Linked DNA regions of Gasterosteus aculeatus: region 1 is linked to region 2. Evidence: chromatin contacts called from public Hi-C data. All regions are on one chromosome and are shown on one strand. The core of a region is the stretch at or near the end of the contact, and the rest is flanking DNA. Distances in the headings are between cores, read along the strand shown. Region 1 has its middle 10 kb from the start of trnae-cuc. Region 2 holds the start of LOC120827744 (glycerophosphodiester phosphodiesterase 1).

The links. Hi-C and Micro-C count contacts between places; a contact is called where the count stands out from the background.
Region 1: a Hi-C map of tail fin shows a contact between it and region 2, with 4 times the contacts expected there. The contact joins the enhancer-like site here to the promoter of LOC120827744 in region 2. A contact is called at or near these places in 4 of 6 Hi-C or Micro-C datasets (liver, skeletal muscle, tail fin and 1 more).

Annotation. Positions count from the first base shown.
Region 1 is chr11:11,810,985-11,815,278 of fGasAcu3.hap1.1, forward strand. No RefSeq gene overlaps it. Among protein-coding and RNA genes, the nearest start is that of trnae-cuc, 10 kb to the right of the region's middle. Within about 2 kb of position 2,042, at least 2 of the 9 cell types and tissues checked have open chromatin away from gene starts, as enhancers often do.
Region 2 is chr11:11,682,325-11,686,672 of fGasAcu3.hap1.1, forward strand. LOC120827744 (glycerophosphodiester phosphodiesterase 1) reads right to left here and starts at 2,169. Exons shown (of 6, transcript XM_040190848.2): 1 at 1,626-2,169; 2 at 424-599. The coding sequence starts at 1,904. dnaaf5 (dynein axonemal assembly factor 5) reads right to left here. Exons shown (of 13, transcript XM_040190850.2): 13 at 2,383-3,078. The coding sequence ends at 2,936.

The DNA of each region.
Region 1 (4,294 bases), core at 792-3,291, 130 kb after region 2:
CATTCATTTTGTCTACTCTAGTTATCAAATATTATTGATTCATTTTAGCTTTAAGCTATTTATTACTTAAAGCGAACATATGCTCATCTTAGCATTCTTTTTGCTTTGAGAGCTCGTCAATCTTTTCACATTGGCCTAATCACTACTTCAGAGGACATACAGTGAAATGTCATCACAAACACCTGCCCAGCTTCTTCTGGTGAGGAGACGAAGACCAGTGGACCACAGACAAATCTGTTTCATCCTGTGTTAACTTTAGCCGTATGGGATTCATTGACATCACATTTTCAAAGAATCTATCACTCCAGCGTTCTGAAAAGTTCAAAAGTTCAAGTCGCACGTGTTGCCTGAACTGGGCCACTGCCTCGTCTGGTGATTCAACAGAAATTGTCTTGTTATCGCCGTACATTAGTCTGTTCGGTTCATCAAGGACATTATGTAACCTTTACAAGAGAATGGCATGCACTTTTGTCTGTACCTCAGGGTGTGTAACATGACGACAGGCTGCTCAGAGCAGACATACTCTTTTGCTTGGATTAATAATGTAAGTGAGTCTGACAACGGAAGAGAGAAGATTGAAGTGAGTCACCCGTAGAACCTGCCTGACTCATTTTTACAGTTTTTACGTTGATTTGACGTATTCGGTGCGATTGAGGAAGTCTAGCAGCCCCCCGGTCTCCCTCAACTCCCCTCTTCTGCTCTCCAAGAAAAGAGTGGAAAGTCCACTAGCAGAAGTTGGAAACTACAACCACAACCAGCCAATGCACAGGACAGTTATTCATAGACTGACGCACACACACACACACACACACACACACACTTGGGGTGGTGCACAAGACCAGCAGCAGTGGCAGTAGCAGTAAATTGGTACAGACATCCGTCAGAAGCCCCATGAGTCACACTGGAAAACATACAGCTCTCCAAAGCCAGAGTAGATATCCATCAAAAGTGATTGCGGCTGGTGCGAGCTCCTGCAAAAACACAGATATATACACACAATTATGTCCATGTACACACAAACACATACTTTCTCGCGCACATACCAACTACATAACCATACATGCACAGGAACACACAGGGCAGAGACCTTTGTGGTGTTGGCGGTGGGGCGGCGGGGGGATAACGAGCAGTATGTTGTCCGGAGGACAGACGGCGGAGCCTGGGGGACACACGCGTAACCACTGCAGAGGCTTTCATCTGCAGCCAGCTGAGGTCACCTGACGACATAAACACTGCCTGCAGAGTGAACCTCGACTCAATCTCCTGGTCTTTTGATAGTTTTTGAGAGCGCAAGCACCTTATTGGGAAACCGAGTACCGCAAAGTGTGGAAAGTGGGGGACATAAATCAATACAACTGATCAGACGGATTACGCATGATGAACGAAAGACAACTTATAGTGAATTAGGTTTTTGTGGGAGATTCTTAAAAAAAACAGCTTCTGCTCTTCCTGCCAGCCAGGAAACTTCAAATTAAACTGAGGACACGCGGACCCAGCACAGTAATAGAGAACCAAATTGTTATCTCAGCTGATGAGCCGATTTTAGTGGGTCATCTTCTTTTTTTTCTGCCCCCCAACTCCTCCCCCGGTCTCCTGCTTGCCACACAGAAGGCTGAGCTGTGGTGTGCAGCTCCGTGTGGGGCTGCGTGGTCAGGCAGTGCGGCGCTGCTGCACAGATTCCTGAGACATCAGACATTCTGGTGTTGGTGGGGCCAGCGGCTGCAGCCTGTGCCTCACGCATGACCCCCCCCCGCCCCCCCTCAAGGTCAGCAGGTCAGATCCTTTGATAAGCCGGTTCGCGTAGCAGCATGGCATGCATGAGTTTGTCCTCTCCTTAAACCACAGTGGGTAAAGTTGTATGCATGTTTGCCTGCCCGCTCTCTGTCATGCTCGGTTTTCTGCTGCTATGGTTACTCGGGTTTGTACCGGGTGGTTTTCTAGGTCTGGATCAAAACCCAAACACAATGCATGCTTGATTCGGCGGGCGGTTTCCTATCTCATCGCCACAGTGGGGCAGCTCGTACGCGTGCTGCAGCCTTCGTGTGTGAGCACGTACTTGTCTCTGCACGCATTTACACTCACAGCTTAGTGTGGATGTGTGTGTGTGTGTGTGTGTGTGTGTGTGTGTGTGTGTGTGTGTGTGTGTGTGTGTGTGTGTGTGTGTGCATACAGGCGTCCCAGAGGGGGTGAAAAGGCCTACACCTGCAGAGGATCTGCAGAGAGCATCTCTGTCATCTGGAGACCTGAGAACAGAGAAGGAAAACAGATGAAACATACGGGGGTCACCCTCCACCCCCAGACGTTGTTATTTCAAGCTTTTCTCATCATATTGAGGAGGAAGGGAACAATACACAGCACACACACACACACATAAACTCGCTCGGAGCACTCGCTCAGAACAGCACAGTCAGCTCTTTCAGCAGACAGAAGAAAGAGAAATATCAAAGAGCTAAGGAGCAAGGAGGAGGGACAGGGTGAAAGATATAGACAGCAGGGGAGATAAAGTACTTTATCCACAGAGGCTTTACTCCTCACTACTCCTCTACCACTTTTGCACCAGTGTGATACAAAACATGCATCAACACGACTCGAGCTAGAGGCAGCTTTTTTTTGTTCTCTCTCTTTTTAGGTTTTCAACTGTTTACATCTGCCAGCTATTTTTCACAGAGTCTTAAGAGAGGTGCGAGGGAACAAGCAGTGAGAAATCTCGGAGAAAAAGGAAATCTTGTCCACTGTTCAGGAAAATCAACAGGTATTGATAAATGTTTTCATGGTGTTGACAGTGATTTCAGTTACACTGACTTTGCACATTTGCAGAGTTTTGCAAATGTGCAAAGTCAGTTTGCACATTTGCAAAATATACATTATCCCTCATATATAAATCCCCCCCCCGACACTTTTCCACTCCACGCTATCCCCTTCTCCAGTTGTTAGGAAGGAATTCCTCTCCAGTAGATCTAATGGCAGTCGGGATGATTGATCAGGTGGTAAAGAGACTAGAGTCATTATAGGTCTACAGTCTGTGCGAGCATGCATATATTTGTGCATACATGTGCAGTATACATGTCACACACGTGTGTGTGTGTGTGTGTGTGTGTGTGTGTATTTGTGAATCTGCCTGCGTGTAAATTCCTCGTACGCCTATGTGTGTGTTTGTGTGGCTTCACAGCGCTGGAGACACCAGGACACTTGGCACCACACTGACGTGACCCAAAATTCGACCCTGCGGGACGCCAGTGACAGTCTGACATGAAAGATGAGACGCAGAGGAGGACATCATCAACAGGCGGCGGGGAAACAAAGCTCCAGCTAATCGCTGCTTCCTACAAAACTACATCTGTAAAGTTACTTTTAACCCGAGAAACAAGCAAGACCAAATAGCAAAACAGAGTAAAGACTCTTACACAGTCAATTCATGCTGTAGACGTGTTTTGTTCCTCACAAAATTAACCTCTTTGAACCTTAACCAATTATTTTTACCAAGCAGGGAAGAGCAGCTTAAGACAACTTCAGGCACTTGCGTAACAAACTACAAGAAGAAACAGATCTGCGCGCATTTCCCCCCCTGGTAACCGTCCAATATTGAGGCTTCTTCATGCCTCTGCTCTCGCTGTCTGCAATGAGCGTCTGTGTACATAGTTCTCCTGCACTTGGATGCCCTTGCCACTCTGGGTTTATTCAACCCCCTCTGCAGCGGAGTAGACAGTGAATTTTTCAATACCTTCAGTGGATGTTATTTGTCCAACAGGTCCATGATGTTACCAGAGCTGCAGCACTGTCGGAATACAAAAATTCACTTAACTTGCTGATATTATGTGACATGAGCAGCGCCCCGAGGTTGTGAAGGGATGGCACTGGGGGTTAGGCTATGCTGAATAAATGCTTTGATGCAGGTACTGATATGTCCCCTCCCCCTCTCTCTCTCTTTCGTCTTCAATTGCTTCGTTCAGCCCTTTTATTTCTCAGCCCTTGGGTCAGCTAGCCAATCTAATGGGCCATCGGCTGAAGGGCGAGTAGTTACAGAGCAAAGCTTTATGACTCAGGTGCATCCCGCTCACAAACACACCTGAAGAGGGCCTTGGCTGACCTGGATGGGAGGCGTGCTTAGATGTTTTTCCTTTGACTGCGGCTGTTGACCTTTATATAACGTTAAACCCTCTACAGCGCTCCCAGTTTCCTGGACTTACAATCTGGGCAATATTAGAAAGAAAAGGCCCTCAGGGCGAATAGGGGTATATGGCCAAGTTCAAAATGAGTGTGCAGTAGTTTGATATTCAAGAAATATATATTTCTT
Region 2 (4,348 bases), core at 919-3,418:
GTCAGAAAGCCATCAAATTTAACTGAACCGCACCAATTCTGTCCAGAGGAGTGGTCAAAGATTCAACGAGGAGCTTGCCAGGAGCTTGTGGATGCTACCAAAAGCGCCTAATCGAAGGGAAAATGACATGTAACCAAATATTAGCACTGATGTATGTACTGTATACTTTTGACCCAGCAGATTTGATCACTTTTTCTCTGAAAAATCAGACTTAGAAATAACGGGAAACTCAAGAGAGCCATGACATTATGTTCTTTACAAGTGTATGTAAACTTTTGACCACAACTGTATCTGTGAAGGGCAAGACCAAGATATCTGATATGAATATATGTCCAAACTACATGTTGTTGAACCACTGTTCTTTTGTTTTGTCGTTTCCTCATCTAAACACAAGTAGAAATGAGTGTTTGATAAGCATCTTACTTCAACCTGTGACGAGCGGCAGCATCGAGCTTCTTAACTTGGACCAGCCGCAGACCGCTGACGGGTCCAGAGCCGTTGGTGGTGCGGTCCACAGTCTCATCGTGCATCAGCACGGCCACTCCGTCCGCCGTCAGACTCAGGTCCAGCTCCACGCCGGTTGCGCCGTTTCTACTCGCCTAAAACGGGACGTCCCAAGGGGGATCAGATGATATAGATCCCATTCAGTGCAGTTAGTAAAGTTAATCTTTTATGTCTGTAGGCAGTTTGCATGTTCTCTGCAGAAGATCAACCGAATGCCATTTGGAACATGAAAGATGAAGAGTGTCAAGAAGGTAAAACGCATTCAAACGGCGCATGTTGATCTCAGTTTGTCTCTAGAACACATTTAAACGGTGGCCTTTTGATTTGAGTCTCGTAGACTAAACACTGAACTCGCCAGCGCATTCTTTCTTTTGCATTATTGGAAGATGCCAGCTTAGATCAGATGAAACACGGATCAATGTATATTCCCAAATCCTCTAAACAAAGTGTGTGAATGATGGTTTATTAGATTAGACAAAGACTGAGTGAGTTCTTTCATTTAAAATGTGATCAACTCATCCAAATCATGCGGTCTAAATTTAAAGTCAATACAAGTAACGAATAACCTCAAGAACAGACCTCCTGCGTACTCGACATGATGCACATACGTGCTATTAGAATGACCGAGATCTTTGGTCCATACAGGAATACCAAAGGATCAAAAGCAGCAAACCAGATACTATCTGAAACAGCTGGTTCAGTACTGTGCAATATTCAGAGCACACTTCATTATTTCATCTCATCCTTCAATCCCAATAGGGAAGGTTGAATAGACCCGTGGATCAAAATGTGTGAAAAGAATCTCATGCGGAGGTGAGGAACCTCGAGGCTATTAGAAGAGATGAAGTAGGATGCTACGAGGGACAGTTACACCACAAGGACAGCTGGGAAAAAACCCGCCAGCAGCTCTCGTGTCCTTGGCTCAGTTTACACTGCAGGATGGAAAGTCACGACAAGCAAAACCCCAAAACAGCTCAAGTCAGCAATACACTGATCATTGCACAAAATCACGCGTAATAACGCAGTTATGAAACTAAAGAGAGAAAGTGAATCCTATTGGGCTGCATTTGATCCGCACAGTGGACCACACGGTCACAGCTCGAGCGGTGGCCGCGCGTCACCTCTCGGATCGCCGCCAGCGTGTTCTCCGGAGCGTCGCGGCCGCCTCCGCCGAGCGCCACCGCCGGGACGCCGCCCGACCCAGCCGCCGCCGCCCCCCAACCACCGGGCCGCAGGACGCGACCGGCCTGGTCCGCGGGCACCGGAGGGAAGCGGAACATCAGCATGAAGACGTAGAGGAACGCGGTGAGCAGAGAGGCTCCGGTGGGGCTGCGCGTCCCCGACGCCACCAGCACGAACACCGCCGAGAAATACACCGCCTCGTCCCCGAGCTGCAGCATCCTCGATCCGATCCGATCCGGTCCGGACGGGGGTTTGTCTCCTCGCGATCGAACCGGAAAGAGTCGTGGGTGAGAGAGCCGCCGTGGATGGAGCGTTGCTGTCAGCCCTCCTCCCCCCCCTCAGGGGGCTACGTGGTGGGGGGGCCGGGGAGCAGATTCAAACACACATGGAAGATGACTAACGATCAGCAGCTTCGTTTCGTGAACGTGCAAAAGGAAAGATGGGAGGATGGAGAGGTGTAGTGTGTCAGTTCAAGGATAAATAAAGGATAAATAAATTTATATATATATATATATATATATATATATATATATATATATATATATATATGATAGATGAACAAAGTAGGTGGGGGCACAATTCACTTATTATGGTTTAGTCCCTTATCAGGTTTTTACATACATCTTGTGACTTTAGGATTCATGTGTGAAGAAGTATTTGGATTTTCACACTTTGCATAGAAACAATCCACGAGTGTTACTGTCATCTATCATTTAATAAAGGTTTCACAATATTTAAAAGAACTCAGATTTATTTGATTGTAATTTCTATTACACGTCTAAATATATAAGAATTTAAAAGGAGAAAAAATAGCTTGTTAAAGAGAACAAACACTTGAGCAGCTTCGGCTGCTTCAGCTCAGCACCATCTGCAGGCGTGGATGGTGAACGTCGGGTGGAGGAATTTACAAAGACATTTAAAAACAACCCCCGGTGCATCAAACATGTTTTCTTCTTCATTAAAACCAAACATCAGAACCAAAGGATGACATTAACAGGAATGAATGCCGAAAATCTGTCCTGATATTCTGCCTGAACAGGAATATTGAAAAGTTTGACTATAAATAAAAAAATAAGTCACCTACTCACCCGCAGGAGAGTTAATTCAATTAAGGCAAGTTCTTTTGTTGTAAATATGACAAGTCCAAATGCTCCTTTGTAAGATCACCATCATGTTGTTGGAGGTTGTTCCTCAATGTTGTACATTTTGAACGTGAGAGCGTCCTTTGACTTGAGCCACGATCTCCAGCTCACTGCGGACGCTCTGCCGGCACGAGGCTGAGGTGCTGCAGCAGCTGGTCGCAGTACAGAGGACTCCGCTGCTGGTCTCTCACGGCCTCCGTCTCCTTTCTCAGAAGAGCCGGGTGGACCGAGCTGCCGCTCTTCAGGATCTCTGGACGCACACGGACAGATGGACAAACAGCGACCAAAGACTCAGGAGAGGAATGGCACTCGGGATGAGAGGCGGAAGAGGAAACAGAAGCATTCTCGTCTGCAGTGAACGAAGCTTCACACACAAACAAAGTATTGATCTTCTCATCTCGCTCGCTGCTGGAAAGCTCATAATCTCATCGCCCAAACCGTTCATTTGATCTCAACACCTCATGAGTTTTGTAAAATTCAAATGCTCTAATGCTGTGTTCACATTCAGGCACAGTTTATTGCAACAAAGTCAGAATTTGAGGAAATTGCACTTTCTTGTTTCTTGTTCTTCGGAGTTTGTACCCCTATGGTTGAATGCACTTATTGTAAGTCGCTTTGGATAAAAGCTAAATGACATGTAATGTAATGTAAAAACGCCAGCAGATGGCAGTGATGGACTACGTACAGCACATGAACTGAGAGCGTCCTCTTCCTTCCTTCAAATGTTTTCCTCTTACTGTTCCCACACCTTCTGCTGTCTTGCAGAAGCATATCCAGTTACTCTAATTGCTTTCAATGAATAACCACAATGCAAAAGTGCCGTTTCCAGCGGCGACGCGCCGTATCTCTGGATACGTTAGCTCATGTAAACTCATCACCCGACACCGGCCTTTGTTCTTCAAGGAGATGGAGGGGATTTTTGCAGCCTTTTGTGTACACGGCGCTCGGGACGGGACGGAGGTGGGGGCGTTTGAATTCAAAAGAGAACAATGACGACTTGTGAGGAGCGAGCTACGCCCGTGCCAACCAGTCTGCGTGATCGAGCAGGTATAGCGGCCGCGCTGCCAGGACGTCGGGATTATTGGGGTGGGTGAGAGGGGTAGAAGGGTGAGGGATGGAGGGACGGGATGGAGACGGAGACGGAGAGACGCTGTCATGACACGCTGCACAAATCAAACCCCTTCACAGATATGCGTTTGAAATCCAAGAAGCACAAGAATGGGATTAAGGATTAAAGCAACAAAGAGGAAGAGCGCAAGAGAGAAAGAGAAAGAAAAAAACAGAAAGCTTCAAACGGCCGTTGAGAAGGAGGAACGCCTTCATGTCAGGCCGTCAGATACAGGCGACCACTCAGCGGGATGTGAAGGCATCTCATTTCACCAAGAGACTCCAGGTTACGGCTACGAATCTACTGTCCTTCATGGAGACGCACAACGGCTCGTGTGTGTATCTTTACACTGTTCTGGTCAGATCCTGAAACACTCGGAGGGTAATTAAAGGTCATTATGTACTTCTTTCAT